Linked DNA regions of Mus musculus: regions 1, 2 and 3 are each linked to region 4. Evidence: chromatin contacts called from public promoter capture Hi-C data. All regions are on one chromosome and are shown on one strand. Each heading gives the region's core, a stretch centred on a gene start, on an enhancer-like site or on the middle of the called end of the contact. The rest is flanking DNA. Distances are from core to core; before and after follow the strand shown. Region 1 holds the start of Bmp8a (bone morphogenetic protein 8a). Region 2 holds the start of Heyl (hairy/enhancer-of-split related with YRPW motif-like). Region 3 holds the start of Hpcal4 (hippocalcin-like 4). Region 4 holds the start of Zmpste24 (zinc metallopeptidase, STE24).

Region 1 (3,058 bases), core at 94-2,593, 2.2 Mb after region 4:
GTCATGTCTGAGTCTGTCCACTCCACCTCCTGACACTGCACCCCACCCAGTCACCCACAGAAAGAGCCCGCTGTCCGGGCGTGAGGGTCAGCTCTGGTCATTTTGATATGACCACAGGTTTCCACACTGAACTTTGTCCCTCCCTCTCTTCAGGGCTGCGTTTATCACAGTGACAGCATCACGGTCTGGTTACTCATCAGTATACCCAGGACTGTTTTCCGATGCTACCTAGGGGACCTGGACATCTCCAGATCCCAACTCCTGGGTGCCTTAGTGGGGCAAAGACCCTGGGCACAGGCGCAAAAAACGGACCTTCCAATCCTGATCTCCTGCAGTCGCCCCTCCCTGTGGTTTTACTGAACCATGGCTCCCTGTCCCAGGGGCCTTGTATTACCCGAGGGCATCATCCCCCGACAGGCGGCCACCCTCTCCTCCACCTACCGCCCCATCCGGATCCCTGACGCCCTGCACTCACCCATGTTGACGAAGCTCATGACCAGGTCGGCACGGCCTAAGTGAGCCTGTGGTGGCCCGCCGTCGTCGTCATCGGTCATGGCGTGGTATAGGTCCAACATGAAGAGGGGCGCGGACGCTGGCTGCCGGGCAGCGGCGGGTTGTGCACGGGGTCGGGGCCGTCCCGGTAGCCCGAGCACCGCCAGGATTTCACGCTGCATGTCGCGGCGCTCGCGCGCTCCCAGGCGACGCTGGGGACAGGTGTGCGGGGGACGCGGACCGTGGCCGCCTCCCAGCGCGCACAGAGCAAGGCCCAATAGCCAGAGTGGCCCGGGACGCATAGCCATCTCGGACTTTCAGCCGGCGCGCATCCACTGGTAGCTGGTCGGGCTCGGGCGCTACGCCCAGACGGGGAGGACCAGACGGCGCACCTGTCGCTGGCAGCTTTACAGCAGCTGCTCACCACGCACTCGGCAGGCGATCGCCGCGTCGGTAGGTCCCTCAGAGCAACGTGGGCTCTCACGGCGCTGACTTGCGAGTGTCCGCAGGAGGACTTTGGTGGCAGCTCAGACCGCCGAGCGCTCTTCCTCGGCCCCGCCCCTTCCCCGACCAGCCAATGGGATCACGGGGGCGGGTCCGAGTGCGGAAAGACGCCTGGGGATGGTCGCACTACTACTTGTGCGCGAAGTGGTGGGAGCCGCCTGGTGCACCCGTAGGTGGGAACGAACGGGCTGAAGAGAGGCCTTTAAGGGTGTCTTGGGTCCCCATCCAGCTTCCGGGGCTCATACCTGGCTACACGAGGAGACATTGGGGCCTCTGAAGCAGGCACCAGGGTGGGATCCTGAGTCCCGGAGCAGCGGTAGGACCCGTAGTGTCTCACCTTCTGCTCTGGAAGTCTCTGCATGCGCCCCTAGTTCCGGCCGTCGGGGCGGGGCGGGTGCCAGCAGTGCAGCGAGGGTGGGGCACACATTCCGTTGCCAGCAGGAACCAGGGCCCAGCCCCCGCTACTCCTCCGCTCCAGACTTCTTCTTCACCCAGCGGTTCCCTTTGTAGATCCAACCCAGGATAGGGCTCTGAGCCTCCTGAAGTAGGGTCACCTTCGCTTATCTCATTTGTGACAACTCCCCAGGGGCTTGCAAGAAAGAGACCTTGCAAAAACTCCCTGACTGGTTCCGCCCCTTTATGCACTCCGGCCTCCCAAGGCGGCTGCCACAGCACTGATACAGACCATAAAGGTGTTGGTGTGGCTCAAGTGGAGCAGCGAAAGAGCTCCGGGAGGCTGGAAGGAATAGAACAGGAAAGACGGAAGTCAGTAGGAGGAAAGCACCCAGCAGAGGGACTGGCTGTGTCAAGACTGGGAGTGTCATAATGACAGGTAACAGGGCTTTCAGACCTATTAGTGTTTACAAGCCACTATAGGCACACAGCTGCCTCTTTTCCTTTTCTTCTTCCTTTTTTTACCCCTCTCTTTCTTTCTTAGCTTACACAAAGCAATTTATTAACAAAATAATTTTTGAGAAATTCTGTTCACAGATCACGATGATCCCCCTTCCTTCAAGTTCTGTCACACGGGATGGGAGTGACAACCTCAACCTGCCTAATCTTCACATTCCTGAACAAACAAGAGCGCTGAGGGTTGACTGGGCTCCAGATCCAGGGGGTCTTGGATCTGTTTCCACCTGCGGTCTGGAGTTTGATACGAGGGCAATGGCGCCCAGCTCCTTGCACCTCTGGTCCATATCGGTAACATCACTGAAGGATGTAAAGATACAGTAGACACCGAATACATTCTGTCCTTCAGCCACTTGAGGTCTAAGACCGATAGCTTGTTTTTTTCCTTCCCCTTGGGAGGTGCTATTTCTGAATGTCTTCTCCAGATTTCTATACCAGCCCTGCCCCGCTCTGAGGTAGGTTCTCACAATGTAGCATTGGCGGACCTGGAACTTGACCTATAGAACAGGCTGGCCTCAAACTCATAGATATGCCTGCCTATCCCTGCCTCTGGGATTATGGCATGTGCTACTGTGCCCCACAAAGGCTTAAAACAAAACAAAACAAACAAACAAACAAACAAAAAACCGGGAAACCTGAGTGCTAAGCACTTTACCTCAGGTCAGCCTTCATGTGGTTGTTTGGAATTGAATTTTTAGGACCTCTACTTGCTCTGGTCAACCCCTCTTGCTCTGGCCAACTCTGCTCTCTCTCTCTCTTTTTTTAAAGATTTATTTATTTATTGTATTTAAGTATACTGTAGCTGTCTTCAGACACCCCAGGAAGGGGCATCAGATCTCATTATGGATGGTTGTGAGCCACCATGTGGTTGCTGAGATTTGAACTCAGGACCTTTGGAAGAGCAGTCAGTGCTCTTAACCACTGAGCCATTTCTCCAGCCCCCAACTCTGCTCTCTTAGTCTCTTCCAGCTCAAAGATTTATTTATCATTATATATAAGTACACTGTAGCTGACTTCAGATGCACCAGAAGAGAGCATCAGATCTCATTACGGATGGTAGTGAGCCACCATGTGGTTGCTGAGATTTGAACTCAGAACCTTGGGAAGAGCAATCAGTGCTCTTACCCGCTGAGCCATCTCACCAGCCCATTTT
Region 2 (3,224 bases), core at 140-2,639, 2.1 Mb after region 4:
CAAACTTAAATCTCTTTGCCGAACCCCATAGTCCCTATTTAACTGTGCAGTGTATTTTGAGGACCTGGGACGTCTCTCGAGAACATGCCTACCTCAGAGCCCTTACCTTCCCCTGCAAATCTGCCAGCCCTTTCTCTCTCAGCCAATCACATAGAGCAAACAAGTATCTGCCTTTCTAGGAAATGCCTAGTGCACACATTGGGCACTCTTCACACTGGTTGAGGTTCTCACTGTTTTGGCAGGTGCCCACAGAAATTATGTGAGTGCTGAGGGCATTTGGAACAGGAGAATTGGTGCTTGCGGCTGCGGTGGCCAGCAGAGTTTCCTGATGGCGACCGTTCATGCCAGTCCTATCTGGTCATCTATGAGCATGATAAGTTTCTGTGCTTGGCCAAGTGGTTACGTGTGGGTCTGAGTGGCAAGAGGCCTGTTCTTTCCCATCAGGAAGTATCTGCAAGCAGAGCTGACTATGGTGAAAGTGTGTGTAGTCAGCTTCAGGTGACCAACCCCACTTCCCTACACCAAAAGCTGGCTTTCTTTTGTGCCTGTCCCAGTGAGCAGAACAAAGGGAGAGGACTCCTCTGGTGCCCTGCCCACCACACCCACCTCCACCATCTCCCTGCCGCCCCTGCAAGAAGTTTGCTCTCCTCCCTCAGCTTCCCTCTGCACTTCTCTGCGTACGATGACCTGGGAGGATGGCAGCTGAATCTCTAGGCACAAGGACAGGAACTCTCACTGACTAAATAGTTGTCTGTGGTCAGACAGGCTCCCCCAGAAAGAGAAGCCGAAGGCTCCTTTCCTCTCTTCCTCTCCCTGGTGCCTGCCAGGACAGCTGTCATTAAATGAACTGGGGTGACTCCCAGGGATACCCCACCAACCACCACACCCTACCTACCTTCTCCATTCCTGTGCTCCCTCCCACAAGTCAGAAGCTCAAAGATCTTGGCCACTGTAAAGTCAGCACTTGGGATGCAGAGGCAGGAGGGTCAGGGATCAGTAGTTCAAGGTCATCTTCTGCTACACATCAAGTTCAATGCCACTTTGGGTTCTATGACCCTGTCTCCCCTCCTCCAGCCTTCTCAGCTGGCAAGCAGCAGCCACCCCTTTGGGGGTTCACCAAAGGACTTCGAAGTTCTGAGCATCCCACAGTGCACGTAGCTTCCCCAATACACACACACACACACACACACACCACAAACTTTGGTCCCCTATAGAAGGAGTGACTGAAGAATTACTTCCAAGGGGTCACAGGCACCCCCAGTAACCTTTCCAAACCTATCTGCCCTCCCTGCATGCCCTGGAGCAGGAAGGTACAGGTCTGACCCTTATAAAAAGCTGAGGCACTGCAAAGCGAAGTCTGTCGCACAGAACTAGGGACAGATCCGGATTCTCTGGGCTTCCCCGTGGGGCCTCCCAGGGCACCTGCCCAAGGCCACCCAGAGCGCCAGCCCAGGCAGCGCCGGTGGAGCGGAGCCGGACCTCCCAGCGGCCGATGGGGGCGGTGACCGCCCGGGGCCTTCCCACGGTTCGGTGGCGCGTCACCGCGGGGGCGAGGGGGCGCCGGGGCGCCCCGGGCTGCGGTGCAGGAAAGGGCCCTGGGAAAGGGCGGCGTCGGCTCCCGGGCCGGGGCGGGGCTGAGGCGGGGCCCAACAACCAACTCCAGGGATCGCAGGGCTGGGACCCCGCAGCCAGCTTTCGGCATGAAGCGGCCCAGGGCGCCCAGTGGCTCCGACGGCGAGTCTGATGGACCCATCGATGTGGGTCAAGAGAACGATCTTAGGTAAGACAGGGTGGAGCGAGGGCCGTCCGGGGGTGAGAAAGTCCAGCACACTCAAGTTTGTGCGCAGCCCTCAGGTGTCAGCCAAGATGCGGGGGCGTGTGCAGCGACTCCAGTGCGTCCATAGCACCAATGCGGCAGATTCCTGAGTACCCTGAACCATAACACCCTGAACCAACTATGGTTCAGGGAGCTGGGATGGGAGGACAGTTCAGCTGGAGGATATTCTGTCGTTTGGCTACCCCCAGGGACGCCCCTGAGAAGTTTTCCTGCAGACCTAGGAAACCTTCATAGATGTAGATACCGCATTCCATTGCCCATAGTTTGTCTACTATGAAGACTTCTGTACTTTTCCAATTTCACTCTTCTTTGGGAACAGTTTTCACATAGTACACAAAAGGACTGGGGGCTGTGTCCTTTTCGCTTTGAGCATACTGGGATTTGTGTTTAGGTACTGAGGGAAATAATAGCCAACTTGCAAAAGCCTAGACTCCAATCTTCAGCACCCCTTCCACCAAACCACCAAGCCGCCAATGCAGTTTCTTTTTTGTTAAATAATCTAACTTCTAACCTGTGGAACAAACTGAACTTGTACAATCCTTGCTACCTATCAGCTCGGTGACTCCATAAGCTTCAGTTTTCTGGTCTATAAAATGGGTATACATGATGAAGCTAGCTTCATAGCGGGTGTAGACATCAAACGGAAGAATGTCAAGGCCTTAGCAGTAGTTCATGGTGAGTGCTTAGTGGTGTCAGGCTCTAAGTCTCCAGGCCTTGCCACCCAGCCCACAACCGCCACCAACTCACCTTAGAGCTTTTCCTTTCCTTCCCTTTCTTCTTTCCATTCTTCCTCCCCCTCCTCTTCTTCCTTCTTCCTTTTTCTTCATCCACTGCTAGGGATTGGATCCAGATCCTGGTGCATGCTACCCAAGTGCCCTGTCACCATGCAGTTCTGAGCCTTCGGTTCCCCTGCCTAGGCCTGTTTCCACATAGAGAAGAGGATGCGAATGGAAAGAAAAGGAACCGGCCTCTGGAGCAGGTGTCTCTCTTGCTCTACTAAACCTTATTTGTCTCTGACCACCCTGTACATGCCCCGGCACGTGCACACATACATAGAATGACTGTTTTAGTTTGTCTAGGTTTTTCCTCAATGGTTTCTCTGTGTAACTTGGCTGTCCTGGAATTCACTCTGTAGGCTGAGCTGACCACGAACTCAGAGATCCACTTGTCTCTGCCTCTCAACTGCTGGGATTAAGGCTCGTACCACCACCACACATCTAACTTTTTTTTAAGAGGCTACAGCTAGGCATGGGGACATATGCCTTTAATCCTAACACTCAGAAGGCAGAGGCAGGAAGATCTCTATAAGTAGCTAGAGCTAACTTTTGACTTAGTGAGACCCTATCTAAAAAAGGGCAGAGTCAGTCTCTCTCTCTCTCTCTCTCTC
Region 3 (3,212 bases), core at 52-2,551, 2.1 Mb after region 4:
TAGCTCTCATAAGGAAGACGCGGGTCCTACTGGTTTCCCCTGGCTGTGCTTTGTTTGGGAGTTTCTAAGACCAAATCTCCAAAAACCGGTTCTTTGCCTGTCCTTAGTCCCCCAAACAGCGCTCATCTCCACCATTTGCTGCCTGGACAGAAATCCGGCCTCTTCTGCATCTGCAATCCCATTTAACCAATCCCCCACGCGTCCCGCCCCCACTTTTGGTAGATCCCTTGAAGTCCCTCCTCCGCACGTGGCCCAGCCCAGGGATCTCTGCTCCCCTTTCGCCCTGAGTTTGGCGTTAGAGCTCTTTCCCACCACCTTGGGTTGTGAGCTCTCAGACACCAGTACATCCGTGGCGACTGAGCGGGCTGTGACGAGACCCCCAAGTGCGGAAAGGAGGTGTTTTCGCCTCCCTGAAACCTTCCAGACCCGTTCAGTGTAAACCGCCTCTGGTTTGTGTCAACATCCGAGGCCGGAGACTGGCGGCGGCTGGGAACCGGCTCCATCTAAGCGACGGGAATGCGGGAGGGTGGGGAATGGAGCAATGCTTGGCGTACTGTAAAGGCTCCTTCTGGAGGAGAACCAACAAGTCTTTTTAGGGGTCCTCGAGAAGTAAGGATAGAGCCTGACAAGAGATCTGACTTAGAGTTGTGGGGGTGGCTGGAGGGAGCCCACGCCCTCGTGTGTCTAGGTAGAGGATACTTCCACATCCACCCAGCTCGTGCCGCACCCACCCTCCCCTCTGCTAAACGGCGGGAGAGGAGTGGGTGTGGAGGGGCACTGGTGCAAAGCCGCGAGTTCTTGACCACCCCATCTCCCCTTTTCCACCTTGCCACTCCGCAGCTCCTCATTGATCCCCTCCAGGTACGGGCAGGACAAGAGACGGGGTCGCATCTTATGAATCACCCCCTATCTTACCCCCACCCCCGCTGGGGCCCAGGAAGAGAAGGCTTAGAAATTCAACTGTGGTTCTTCTGTTCCCATAGCAACGGTGCGGTTGTTTTTTGCGAATCCACTTTAATCATCGGTACTTTTCGCTCCAAACTGTGACCCAGGCTCTGAGCCTCAGGGTTGAGGAACAGATGGGGGTACAGCCCTCTACAATCCTGGCGACTCCGGGAAGGTCAGCGCGGGCGGACGGGCGGGGCGCGCTCTTGTGGTAGCCTAGACTCACAGGCCACCCCATCCCCACCTGAAACCCTGCCTGTCACTCGGTGCCAGCCGAACCAATCGATGTCCAAAGTTGCTGAGAGGAGGCGGGTCTTATGCAAATCGTGTCGCCTTCGAGAAGCAAATAGTGATACAAGAACTGGGGAGGCGGCTCCGACGCGGACCCTACAGAGCCTGTCGTCCGCCTGATAGCCAGCCTTGTCCCCGCGGCCGCCCAAGCTCGGAGCCATCTAGCGACTCGGCGAGCGGCCTCAGGTAATGAGGGTGGGGCCGGGCCCTAGAAGCAACCTCGCGGGGCGGAGGCCCTGAGCCCCTCCTCCTCCGCCTTCCACTCCCATCCTCATCTGCTCAGATCCATCTTTCTGACCCTGGGTCTGTCATAGGTGGACAGCCATCTGGGAAGCCCGCCTTGGGCCAGGAACTTTCACTTCAAGCCGGGTCTCCAGTTCAAGAAGGAGGTACAGCTGCCTCCTTACCCCCAGCTCAGGTAAGAACAACCATTCCTCTGGCTCCAGTGCAAACACACGCGCACGCGCGCGCACACACACACACACACACACACACACTCTTACTTGGGGGTGTGTGGTGTCACTGGTGCTAGAAGAGAGGTTTCAGTCACCCTGTGTTCTCTTGCCTCTAGAACCAAGCCTCATGGAAACCTCTACTTGGAGGTAGCCCACACCGACACCAATAGTTCACTGTCATTCCCATCTCAGGGTCTTGTTCCCCAAAAGACCTCGATAGCAAATTCATTCTCTGACTACACTCTCTCTGCCCCTTATGCTGACAGCTCACAGCATACCTAAGGAAAGGATGAAGACCCCTGAGGCTCCTACTCCAGACCCATTCACCATCTCCCTTCTAGTAGCCTCCCAACTAGACAGGGGTTCCACACTCTTCTTCCTTTATCTTGCTTGGAGCATAAACCAGGGTTGCTCCTCCCAGAAGACCACCCCATAGCTCTAGCCTTTAAACCTCATCATCCCTCACACAGGAACGCACCAGGTCCTCTCTCTGTAACCCGGTCTTCTCTGTTCCTTTTGTGCCTGTTGCTCCCTCTCTCGGCTTCCTGTTGTTTGCAGAGATGAAGCCAAAGATGAGTCCATGTGGGCTCATTTTCTCCTTTCCCTATGTCTGAATGAGAAAGCAGAAGAGTGCAAGCCTTGCCTTCGCCTCGATCTCTGCTTGACTTTAGCCAAGGCTTTTCCCTCTCAGATTCTTCATGAGATAGGCAAAGAGCAGGACAGAGGAGGGTTCGATGAGATGGTCTTGAGTAGCCTTCCAGGTCTGACATATTCTGGTTCCACAGCTGATTACAGGAGAACAAAGCCCTGTTCAAACCATTAGGATATTTCTCAGAGGAGACCTGAGAGGCCCCATCCATCACTGTAGGGACATCCTTTTCACTCAGGCCAAGGTTCAGGCTACTCCCTCCTACATATCCTACAGCCTCATTCTCTTAGGGGCCTTTCCAGACCACCAGGCCACCCTGGCATGAAAGCTCCAAATTATAGGTGGTCAACACAGCTCACCTTGTATGAGTCACTTTTGCCTTTTATTATGAAGGGGAGGAACAAGACCTGGTTGTTACTGCCATTGCTGCTGCTTGTGGAAGAGCAAAGGGAGGAGAGGGAAAGAGAAAAATCTCCTGACCAGGGAGCTGTTGTCACCATGGCAACCGCTTCAGCACCAGCTTCTCTGAAGCTAGGCGAGGGTGTGGGATTATTGCCTCCTTCAGTCCCTCCTACTTTTTACTGTCATCTCTCCACTTGAACCCCCTAACCCCGGACCCCCTAGAAGAAGCCTCTGAGCACAGAGGAGGGGGCAGAGATTTTTGAAGCAAGGAGTACCTCCTCAAGTGAAGCATAGCCCTCCAGAAGGTACGACTTCAACAGAGCACGCACCCACATAGGCGCTGGTCTTTGCTTTGTAGCTGATGGGCTCCAGTTGACCTTGGGTGAACCTTTCTCTTCCCTGACTCTGAGTTCTATTGTCTTTGAAGTAGGCTTGATAGGAGATCACAGACAAACAAAACAGTGTGACAT
Region 4 (2,828 bases), core at 302-2,801:
CTTTGAGTACCTAGCTACAGTAATTTTTAACACGTTGAACATACTAAAGGAAGAGACTGAGGTAGACATAACCCGACACTGACAGATTTTTAAAATTCAAACTTGTGCCGGGCTTGGTGGCACACGCCTTTAATCCCAGCACCCTGGAGGCAGAGGCAGGCGGATTTCTGAGTTCAAGGCCAGCCTGGTCTACAGAGTGAGTTCCAGGACAGCCAGGGCTATACAGAGAAACCCTGTCTCAAAAAACAAAAAACAAAAAAACCAAAAAAAAAAAAAAAATTTCAAACTTGCAATCCGGAGAGTCACGAAGGGCTGGGAAATGTAGTTCAGTGGGAGAGCACTTGCCTGGCAAAGAAACTCACATACAGTGTAAGTTAGAAGAAAACTGCAGACGAAAAGGACTGCAGAGCTCAAGAAATAGGTCCAGCAGTTAAAGGGGAAGGTTCTCAAGGACGACACAGACGAGTGTTGTCCAAACTTAGACACTGCAGAGCAGGCATAGACCTGCATAAGTTTGACGGCAGGGCTGTCCTTTCCTTTTATTAGACACCAACAGGCTTGGGACCCATTATAATGTTGCAGATAACTTGTTTTGTTGTTTCAAAGTCCATCTCACTAAAACGTTCACATTTCGAATTAAACTGTTAATTATGGCTATCTCCATGGAAAACTGTTAGCTTTTCTACTGCACTATTTAACGTTTTAAACAAAAAACCCAAAGAGAAATTTTAATGAAACACACACACATTGTGGCCCCAAACAACATTTGCTCTAATGAGGATTTTCAAACGGCGTGCGAGTCTTTGGAACGGTTGCAAAGTGAGGTTGAGCATGGTAACATCAATATCATGGGAAGTTATTATTCTACAAATTTAGCACCTCCACTTAGAAAGCCTATACCAACGAGGCTTGGTCAAGTCCCGGTCCAAAGATTCTTAAGACGCTGTAAAGCAGGCATAGACATGCTCAAGTTTGGCGGTAGGGCAGTTCTTCCCTTTCATTAGCCGCTTACAGGCTTGGGTCCCATTACAACGTTGCAAACAACTTCTGCCTTTCCAAAAACTCCTCAAAGCGGCAGTCACCATTAGGAAAAGTTAGGAAGCTCACCGGGGGTTACGGTTTGCTACATCCGGGCAAACACTAAGGGGCTTGGGTAGAGGCTCGGGCTGGCCTAAGGCTGTCCAGGGGCTCAGCCGGGGGAGACACGTCAATGCTCACCTGCCGCTGTGCTAGGAAGGTCTCCCAAAGATACACCGTCCAGGAAAAGAGCAACACCGCCCCGAAGATTCGCTTCTCCGCAGGGAAGTCCCACATAGCGTCCACCGATGCCCACATCCCCATCGTCACCCTATCTCACCCGCTCCTTTAGCGTGCACCGGTGCCTCAGCGACACGCGTCCCTCGGAGAGTGCCAGCGGTGTCACAACAATACGGGTCCCTTCCGAGGGCTTCTTCAGACGCCCATTCCCTCAGCTTTGCCAGAAGTGTCACAAAGACACGATTCCCTCCAGCCTTACTCTTCAAGGACCTACTTATTTCTGCTAGAATAAGACGCCCCACCTTCCTCACTTCCGCCTGAAGAATGAGCAGCGGTGCACCTGAAATATCCCTCCGGATTCTGTGTGCAGGGATCCAATTCAAAGGTTCCGGCCTTCTTCCTGGGAACGTCAGTGTGGTCGCCGCCTCTCCTTTGCTTTGGCGGGTTACCAGAGAGGGCAATGGACCCCGGTGCTTAACCGGACCGGATAAGCCGGGTCATAGAAATATTCCCTCTAGAAGTAGCTGGGAAGGATGAGAGAGGCTCTAAAACTTTTCCTTCCTTCTATTTAGTGCCGTTCAAAGGTTAGATGTGCATCTCCAGGATAACTAACCAAACGAGGCATTTGGGGTTGTTTGGCTTGTCTTCGAAAGTTCTGGTTTTGGGAATATTAGAGATGAAAATGACTCTAGTGATTAGGATTTTCATTTACACATTTCATCTCATCCTCCCCAAGTGAAGTCAGAAGAGGCATTTACCTGTGAGTCCTGGGACTGCATTTCTAACCTCAAACAGGCAGGCTTGGTAGCCACTGCCTTTAAGCCTAGCAAGACCTTGTTTCAGACACACACTACCACCACCACCACTACCACCACCACCACACATCACCACACACCATCACAGCTCAGTACCTTTGCCTTGGAATTCAACAATGAAATAGGGTCACTATGGCCCCTGTTACTACTTTGACTTTACTTGAAACGTGAAGCCAGAATTTTTCTGACCACAAAGTAAATGTTATTTAATTAATAGTTTCTATGAACTAATAGCACTTTGTATAAACATTATTTATAGTGAATTGCGAAATCTTTAGCTCCAATTAAAATATGTAGCTCCAATTTAAAATATGGTGAGATTGTGATGCTAAAGATGTTGAGATTAAGGTTTCAAATTTCTCAACCATGACTAAATTTATCTGCATGAGCGTAATCAGTAGAAGTTACTTGACAAAGTGAATTACTTCAATATAGGATCACAGATTCTTTGGCAACCAAAAGTTCTTTTGGGGGATTTTTTGCTTTCAGCAAAATTACTGATTGAACTGTTAGCTGAACTTTGAGTTTTGTTCATGGGCCTGGGAAATATTTTGTACTTGATTGGGTGTAAGGCAAATGGCATGAAAACAGGGATCACAGGCAAGTAGAGACATAGCTCTAACAAGTGCCATTTCCTCAGGTAGAAGGTCTTCAGAGAGGAGGCTTCGTCCCTGTCCTCCTTTTCCATGGCTGGTTGGATGTTTTGTACTGGCACCCATCATGGTGTTGTAGAGTCCTGTGGAAAAACACAAGCAT

Evidence for each region. Promoter capture Hi-C pulls out the DNA fragments that hold promoters and counts their contacts.
Region 1: a contact with region 4 is called in a promoter capture Hi-C map of pre-B cells, with 5 times the contacts expected there. The contact joins the promoter of Bmp8a here to the promoter of Zmpste24 in region 4. A contact is called at or near these places in 3 of 39 promoter capture datasets (cranial neural crest, frontonasal cranial neural crest and pre-B cells).
Region 2: a promoter capture Hi-C map of pre-B cells shows a contact between it and region 4, with 4 times the contacts expected there. The contact joins the promoter of Heyl here to the promoter of Zmpste24 in region 4. A contact is called at or near these places in 8 of 39 promoter capture datasets (the 3T3-L1 cell line, cranial neural crest, embryonic stem cells and 5 more) and 1 of 115 datasets of contacts at active chromatin or transcription factors (large pre-B cells).
Region 3: a contact with region 4 is called in a promoter capture Hi-C map of hippocampal neurons, with 6 times the contacts expected there. The contact joins the promoter of Hpcal4 here to the promoter of Zmpste24 in region 4. A contact is called at or near these places in 2 of 39 promoter capture datasets (cranial neural crest and hippocampal neurons).

What each region holds. Positions count from the first base shown.
Region 1 is chr4:123,341,909-123,344,966 of GRCm38.p6, forward strand. Bmp8a (bone morphogenetic protein 8a) reads right to left here and starts at 1,344. Exons shown (of 7, transcript NM_007558.3): 1 at 476-1,344. The coding sequence starts at 800.
Region 2 is chr4:123,232,167-123,235,390 of GRCm38.p6, forward strand. It overlaps Heyl (hairy/enhancer-of-split related with YRPW motif-like), which reads left to right and starts at 1,390. Exons shown (of 5, transcript NM_013905.3): 1 at 1,390-1,780. The coding sequence starts at 1,701.
Region 3 is chr4:123,182,203-123,185,414 of GRCm38.p6, forward strand. Hpcal4 (hippocalcin-like 4) reads left to right here and starts at 1,302. Exons shown (of 5, transcript NM_174998.4): 1 at 1,302-1,422; 2 at 1,551-1,654.
Region 4 is chr4:121,096,659-121,099,486 of GRCm38.p6, forward strand. It overlaps Zmpste24 (zinc metallopeptidase, STE24), which reads right to left and starts at 1,552. Exons shown (of 10, transcript NM_172700.3): 1 at 1,219-1,552. The coding sequence starts at 1,341.